Regions from separate parts of the Mus musculus genome. Here region 1 is linked to region 2. Evidence: chromatin contacts called from public promoter capture Hi-C data. All regions are on one chromosome and are shown on one strand. Each heading gives the region's core, a stretch centred on a gene start, on an enhancer-like site or on the middle of the called end of the contact. The rest is flanking DNA. Distances are from core to core; before and after follow the strand shown.

The links. Promoter capture Hi-C pulls out the DNA fragments that hold promoters and counts their contacts.
Region 1: a promoter capture Hi-C map of hippocampal neurons shows a contact between it and region 2, with 2.2 times the contacts expected there. The contact joins two enhancer-like sites. A contact is called at or near these places in 10 of 39 promoter capture datasets (3T3-L1-derived adipocytes, the HPC-7 cell line, cranial neural crest and 7 more), 1 of 484 Hi-C or Micro-C datasets (erythroblasts) and 3 of 115 datasets of contacts at active chromatin or transcription factors (all in embryonic stem cells).

Annotation. Positions count from the first base shown.
Region 1 is chr7:96,896,653-96,900,771 of GRCm38.p6, reverse strand. The region is part of intron 31 of Tenm4 (teneurin transmembrane protein 4); the gene reads right to left. Among named protein-coding and RNA genes, the nearest start is that of Gm22226, 21 kb to the left of the region's middle. Within about 2 kb of position 1,406, at least 31 of the 459 cell types and tissues checked have an H3K27ac peak or open chromatin away from gene starts, as enhancers often do. A contact at or near this core is called in hippocampal neurons, where this site is marked.
Region 2 is chr7:96,816,013-96,820,055 of GRCm38.p6, reverse strand. The region is part of intron 18 of Tenm4 (teneurin transmembrane protein 4); the gene reads right to left. Among named protein-coding and RNA genes, the nearest start is that of Gm15413, 16 kb to the right of the region's middle. Within about 2 kb of position 2,550, at least 102 of the 459 cell types and tissues checked have an H3K27ac peak or open chromatin away from gene starts, as enhancers often do. A contact at or near this core is called in hippocampal neurons, where this site is marked.

The DNA.
Region 1 (4,119 bases), core at 157-2,656, 82 kb before region 2:
AAAAGGCACTGCTGCCGCAGGGGAGGAATAAAACACAAGCGATATGAAGCCCTTTCACCAGCGCATGCCTTTGTTCTTCACAGAATGTATTAGAATAAACAAAAACAAAAACCCCAAAACTGCTAAGTATTCTGAAGTCTGACACCACAGGTTCTAAGGCTGGCTTCCCAGTGTCTTTGTGGAAGGGTTACTTTATCAATCCTGAACTTCGCTGTCTGTGTGGGTTTCCCCCAAGCGCAAGTCTCAGGCCAAGACTCAGCACGATGATGTGTGACACAGACCCATGGTGGACATTTTAGGGTCGCCTCCCCATGATCCAATTCTGCACTCTTTCTCTGTTGGACCATGTGATCCAGGATCATCCAATCAGTGCATTCTGTCCTCTTCAATCCTGGTAATTGCTCCATTGTCTCATGACCCAGGCCTACCTAGGCGGAGTACACCTCAGGACCTTTGAGTATGTTTGAGGATACGGTTAGCCCACAGAGAAGGTAAAAGGTGAGGTATAGTGAGAGTCAGCAGAATCACATTAGCCACTGCAAAGCATTTCTGATGTTCTGAAAGCTTGATTGTTTAGATGGCAAATATCTTTTTCATGTGCCACAGGATCCACTTCGTAGGTAAAATCAATTTTGGGGTCATGACCAGTATTTTTGTTGAAGTGGAATACACTAGACTGGAAAAATATATAGATACCAAACTTAAGGACTGCTGTGCAAACCTTTGGTTTTAGTGTTTTATAGTGATATAAAATAGATTTTTTTTTTCTTTTTCGAGGTAGGTTCTCACCTCCTATTCAGGCTGTGTAGGCAAGAGTGACCTTGAACTTCCCATCCCCCAGCCTCCACCTCTGGAATACGGAGGTTACAGGAATGCAAACACAACACCTACTTTATTTGGTGCTGGGGATGGAGTCCAGGACTTCACACATGCTAACAAGCACCCTACAGACTGAGCTACGTTTCTAGCTCCACAACTCTTTTTCTTAAGGTGGGCTCACAGTCAAGGACATTTGTGAAAGGGGGCATGTGTTCCATGAAGGCAGGCGCCAAGCCTTCTTCCCTTTTGGATCCTTAGCGTGGGTCTGGCACAGAGAAGGGATAACCAATATGATATTTGCTGGATTTAACTGTCTGGGAAATGAAACACAAACTGAAAATGTAAGGTGCCCCTTGGATAGTTGAGAGCTGTGTTAGAAAGCAGGATTTAGAGGCTGGGTGATTATCACGGGAAATGTTCTGAAACCAGAGAGCCCTGTCCCGTGTGACTCTTTGCAGACCCTTGGTCCTCCAGGGTCTCACGTGTCTCATCTGTAGAATGCAGATAATTGTCTGTCGTGATCTCACAGAGCTGTTGCCAGGCTTAAAGGAGACCGTATCTGCGAGTGCTCGGCAGGGAGTGTTTAATCACGCCAGTGCTGTTCTGGAAGGAGACTATATGCATATGGTTGTGTACAAAGGAAGAGGGGGAGGGCAGTAATTTTTGGCAAGCTTTAACAATTTTTTTATGGAAAATTACATTTCCTATTACAGTATTTTTTTTCTCCCCAGCTATAGTAACATGCCAAAATGTCTCACAGGAAACCCACTGGAGGGTGAGGCAGGGGGCGTGCTTTGTGCAGACAGATGTAATGGAAATGTCATCCTAGTCTGTCAAGGCTCTGTAGTGCTAGCAGCCAAGTTGAGCATGGTAAAGGCTGGCAACGCTGTCAAAATATATGTGTTTACCCCCCAGGTCCCAGGTATGCTTCCATGACATCTGTGTACCACCTTGGTCTCCTTCTAGTCCTTGACTGGGACTCTTCCTCTTAATAGAACAACCTAGATGCTTTTTCCCCTGGAAAAAAGGGAATTCTCCTATTGCTTTCAGCTATAGCATCTGTGAGCTAGCCACAATGCCCTGTTTCCAGTTTTGTGAATGTTGACCCCTCTCTCCAGAATGCCTTTCTCCCTACTACTTGATGCAACCTATACAGGAGCCAGCCTCGAGGATCAGCCGCTACTCCCTGAAGGCTTCCCAGAACCCTGTGGGCAGAGCCGGTTGCTAGCCTTCTGTGATTTAATGGCCATCTGTGCAAATCTTCCTCATGGCCCCTCACGATGGACCAGAGTGTGCATTTCCTCTGATAGTGAGGAATTCTGGAGGGCGGGAATAATTTCTGTATTCTCATGTCTGGAACCGGGAGGGGTGGGGTGAAGGGAACAGTTGCAAAAAGGGGGTGAATGGCTCGATCACGAGGTTAGCAGGTTTTCTCAGTGTAAATTCTCACAAGGACCTGGCTGGCTTTATTTGGATCCCACAGAGCTCTCCCTGTGTCGCCTGCTGAGGGACGGTAGCAGTCTGAGAGGTCTGCAGGACCCTTGAGACACTCTATACTCAAGTTGGTTTCAGAGGAATGAAAGGTGACTTTCCCTTTAAAGCAAAAGGGCAGAAAGGGAACCAGCATGAGCTATGTTAGGTATGTGTATCTCACGTCACCGTTGGTGGTGGTGGTATGGATGTGTGTGTATGAACATACATATCATACATACATACATACATGCATACATATAATATGTATGGTATGCATGTACACACCACCACCACCACCACTACCACATACACATTTTGAGATGTGGTGGTATCACATATCCCAGGCTAGCCTCAGACTCACTAAGCAGTCAAAGATGATGTAGAACTCTTGATCACCCAGACTCAACCTCCTGAATGTTGGAATTTAACCCAGGGCTTTGTGCATGTTAGAAAGTACTCTACCAACTGAACTCTGGGTGTTTTCTTAATCTTCTAGTTTATCTTTGATTGCTGACTTATTAATGATGTCTATTTGTGTCTGATTCAATTTTTAAACAACAACAACAACAACAAAAAACAAACAAACAAACAAAAAAACAACAGGATCTTCAACAGCCCAAACTGGCCTAGAACTCTCTCCTGACCCCTATATCTCCACCACACCCTTGGCTTATCTGTTTTAGTTTTTAGGTTTCTAATAGTTGCTCTAGCATAACATATAAACATTTATCCAAACAGAATTATTAGTAGGTATTCTAACTATTTTATTTATCTTGAGACAGGGTCAGGGTCTTACTATATAGCCCTGGCTGGCCTGGAACTCATTATATAGATTAGGCTAGCCTTGACCTCATAGAGACCCCTGCTTGCCTCTGCCTCTGCCTCTGCCTCTCTGCCTCTGCCTGTCTGCCTGTCTGCCTGTCTGCCTGTCTGCCTGTCTGCCTGTCTGCCTGTCTGCCTGTCTGCCTGTCTGCCTGTCAGCCTGTCAGCCTGTCTGCCTCTCTGCCTCTCTGCCTCTCTGTGCCTCCTCTGCCTCTCTTCCTGCCTCTCCTGCCTCTCCTGCCTCTCCTGCCTCTCCTGCCTCTCTCTCTGCCTCTCTGCCTCTCTGCCTCTCTGCCTCTCTGCCTCTCTCTCTGCCTCTCTGCCTCTCTGCCTCTGCCTCTGCCTCTGCCTCTGCCTCTGCCTTCTCAGTGCTGGGATAACAGTGTGAACCACCATACAGACTGTGGTATTCTATTAAACTAAGCCCAGGAAACTAAAACTTTGGAGCAGTAAAATAATATGTCACAGTTAAGAAATGGCTGGTCCATTCCCTTAGCTCTGTCTGCCTCAAAAAAATCTGTACTTTCCATCATCATAAGTCAAAAAATCTGATTTTATTTTAGACACACCTTAACCCATATTCTCATACCCAGCTTGATTTCCATTTCAGAAACTTCCAGAGAGCATTCTAAAGGCTGTTTCTAGTGAGGCATTAGGATTTTATGGAGAAATAATTTAGAAACGTAGGTAAGTAAACCAAAGAGCACTTTTTTTTTTTTTTTTTACTACAGAGTCTCTTAGAGCCTTCATAAACTGAAGTGTAGTATGAAAAATTAAGAATGGCCGTCCTACCACAAGAACAGGGCCCACAGAATCAACTGACCAGGACTCAAGTGGGCTCATGAAGACCAGGGATCCTGAATAGGTCCGACTTTGTCCTCTGTTATGGTTGTGTAGCTCCGTGTTCTTGTGGGATTTACTAATAGAGGGAGCAGGGACTGTTTCTAGCTCTCTTGCCTGCCTTTGGGACCCTTTTCCTCTTACTGGTTGGCTCATCAGCCTCAA
Region 2 (4,043 bases), core at 1,301-3,800:
TGGTAAAGTTGACTTAGTGACTACTCATAGAGTACTCATAGAGGTATCCTGTAAAGAAGCCGAGGAAGGATTTGAACTCAGTTCTTTCAGGTGTATTAAATTTTCTTTGAGTCATCCTGTCAAGAACTAGTTTTCTAAGTGAAGGACAGGGACACAGAATGCACTAATGTGCGATGCTCAGTGGCACTTAAGGTGATTTCTCTCCAGCCAGATGGTCACACCCTATCCAACTTTGCATTGTGTGACCCTGTACAAGCTGCTTAATGTCTTCAAACCTCAGGCTCCAGACCTTTAGCTATGCATAATGACAGACAAAGAAAGCTGCTTCATTCTTTAGACTCACGAATCTGCCCCACTGCCAGGTGGGAGGCTTCCTTTTGGGTGTCTTACGACAACAAAACAGATTGTCTAGAAAAGTTGTAGACAGACAATCTGTCTCCAGCCTGGGATACAGCATGCATGCTCTATAGAAAGCCATGCATCATAACTTAGGCATTTTAAGATTGTGCCTTACATGAGTTCTGGAAAATTCTCCTATAAACTGGGAATGTTCCTTTATTTCTCTTTAGCCCTTTCTTCAGGATACTCATAAAAGCTTAAGGGGCCGTCTCCTATTTCATGCCTTTCAACCCTTTCATTTCTGCCTTTTTTTATTTGTGTCCCATTCTGATATATTTCCTCAGACTTCTATTCTACTTCACTTATTTTTCCTTCATTTGTGTCTGGTCTGCTGTTTAATTTGTCCCTTGGGTCATTAATTTAAGTGACAATACTTTGAGATTTGCAGATGGTCTCTCTGGGCCTTTTTAAATGGGGGCCCCCTCTTTTTCCTTCCCTGATGGTGGATTGTTCCATCCTTAGGGTTTTTTTTTTTTTATGTATCAGTTTATATCTGTAGTCATATAAAAGCTTATTTATGGTATACTTGCTGTTGGATTAAGTTCTTGGGAGTGGTAATCCTCTTGTATGGCATAGCTGTTAACCTCAGCCTGTGGTCAGCCACCTCCTGACCTCCCCTAGCACAGTTTCTGGTGACTTCTGCCTGCTGTGCCAGGGTGCCACTTACCTAGGATGGCTTCTTAGGTGGGGTTCTTAGCTTGGCATTAGTACTCTGGCAAGCAAGATCAGACCAGGACCTTTGTGGTGTAAGCGCTGTCTCTCACTGATGGCTCTTCTGTCCCCTGGCTCTGAGACTGAGAAAAGCCTCCGTGCCATGCCCTTTGCTCTAGCGGGCACATACTTTAAATCGAGCCTCTCGGCTCTTCAGTTTTCTGTTTAGTGTCAGCAGTAGTGTCCTACTGTGAACATACCCCTGTCACCATGAGTGTGTCATAGCTCTGTGCCTGCTGCCCTGGCTTTCAGTTTCATTTTATTTCTGAGTTTCAGGGCACCCTTGTCTCCCCTACTTTCTCCTTTGCTGAGTTTTAAAAGGAAATTGTTGTATTTTGTGGTCAATAGGGTGCTATGATGACCTACTTGGGTATTTTGCTGGAAATAAATGTCCAGCAAAAGCTCCGAGCTTTTACTTTCACCTGTTAAATGAATCAATGTGAAACCTACTTCACATGATATGGGGGTAGAGGGGGTGGCAGTGAGAAGCTCCTATGTAAGGACTCAGCCAAGGAAAGTTACTAGTGGCTTCTGACAGGTACTTCCTGTTAGCAAGCATCCTGGTATCCTGGCAACCAGTAGCCATTTGATGGAGCCCTGATCTCTTCCTCTGCATACATTCCAGGCAGGATTCTGGGTACAGAGTGACCTCAGAGGACTGAGATGGATAAAGCCAACTATGGTGACACATGAAAGGTAAGGTACTAGAGCTCTCAAGGAGCTTTCAAACTAGTATCATTGAAAAGGAGATATCACATAAGCCACACTCTTACCAGAAACTTCGGGATTATGGAATTGCTCACTGTGTGCACGGTGGGTTAGCGACTGATACCAGACCAGAAATTCTGCTTGCCTGTACCCTGTTATGCTGATGCTTTGTATGCTTGGCAAATGCTTGCTGAGCAGTGAATGCAGGCAACTTGTCTACCATCGTATTTAAGTGAGACACCTATTTTGAAATGAATGGGGCCCACAAACTTCATTTACAAAGCATTATACAAGACTGGCATTTAGGAAAAAACTTTGTTTTTGAAGGTAGCATATGAATATGCCTGTTCCACAATATGTGTGTATCTGTGTGCATGCATGTATGTATATATGCGTATTTATGTATGTATGTATGTATGTATGTCTTTATATATATGTATGTGTGTATGTATTTCTGTGTTTATGTATTTGTGTGTATGTATATATGTATTTAAGTATGTTTGTATGTGTGTACATTTGTATATGTGTATGCTCCTGCATAACTCAATTTTCTTAGGCAGAGATGATAAGTTTTAGAAGACATGTATGACAAGGAGAAGCCATGCTTTGGAACAGAAGAGTAAATCCTGGGGAAGAAGAAATCAGTCTGTAATTTTGGAGACTCTGTGGTTTGAAAGGTTTGGTATTTTCTGAGTACCTCATGACTCACTGTGTGAGGCTCCCAAGTCTAACAGATCAGTGTGGCCAGGCCCATGGGGGGTGGGAGCTGTGGCCGGAGCCACGCAGGAAGAGCTCATCCCTCTCTCTGGGAAGAAGGGAAGCCCAGGAGATGGTGAAGACCTCCCAGGTAGGGATCCTCCCCAGCCCGGGGTGGGATATATCCTGGAAGAGAGAGAATGCTTAAAAGCAGACTAGGATTGCTAAGAATAAGCAGTTTTACTGCGGCTGCTTACAGGGCTCCTTAAACTGGTAAGTGCAAGTCAGGGAAGAGCCCATCTGTCTTTCTGCCAGCTTGCATCAGCCAGCCTCATCTTGCTGTTCTGTGCAGTCCGGCCGCAGAGCTAGCTGTCCTACAGGAAGCTGTGAGCAGCCCTGGGGGAGGCCCTGGGGAAGGAGAGAAGGGTGTGGCCCCTCCCCCTTTCTGTACACATCCCAGAGAAGTTTTTGTCATTTGCTATAATGGATTCTGTGCCTTCTTTCAAAAGGACTTGTGAAATCTTTATCTGCTCTTTGGAACACAAGATTTTTAAAGGTCAATTTCTTTCTTGTCTCTTATCATGAGAAACGTGGTTTAGAGATAGTCTGGAGGGTGACCAGATTGTAGGGCTTTGTGTGAACGCTCCATCCTCACAGTGGGAGATGGGGGGTAGGGGCAGAAGGGGAGACAGGGAACTTTGCTCTCCCTTTTCTTGAAATTTCTCCTGGGCTGCATCTGTCAATTTGGGCATCGCCAGCCATGATTGTCTTTCAAGGTGCCAAGAGCCTCAGTAGAGATTATTACACATTGAAGCTGCTTAGAGAAACCTTATCAAAAAGGATCTGACTGCTTAAATTCCAGCAGAGCTTTTATTCTGGCATCTTTATAGCTCCTGCCTGGTCTAGCTCTCCTGCTGATCCGCTGTGTGAGGCTTCATATCTTAACTGCATTTCTCCTAGACTCCATTTCCTTGTATGTAAATGTTTCTGCCTACAAGTGTGTTGGGAGGAGCAGTGAAATGATGCACATGTAGACTTTTTATTCCACAAATATGTAATTGTTTAGGATACATTTCTTTCTCAAGGCCAGGTCTTACTTGGTAGCCCATGCTAGCCTTAAACTTATGATCTTCTTGCCTTAGTCTCCTAATTATTGGTGTGAATCACCAGACCCAGCATGCAAGACAGATTTTAATAAAGAAAATTGGAAAAATAGTCAAGATTCACAAAGAATGAAAAAAATATGGTACCTCCATGTGCAAGAAGACAGAAAAAAAACTTCACAGAGGGCAAAATTTCAATGAAAAATAGTTATACATAAATATATATTTTATGATAAACACAATGCCCTGTGATTTCGGGCAGAAAGGATCAGGAAGAGAGCTGACACTTACAAATAACAAGTTGAGTAACTCACTGGACATCACACAGTAAGAAGAGCCTGGAATCTGAATCCAGGGGCCAGGCTTTTCATCTTTGTGTTATGTTGACCAATCACAGGCACTTTAAAGTCAAACCTGTAGTTCTTA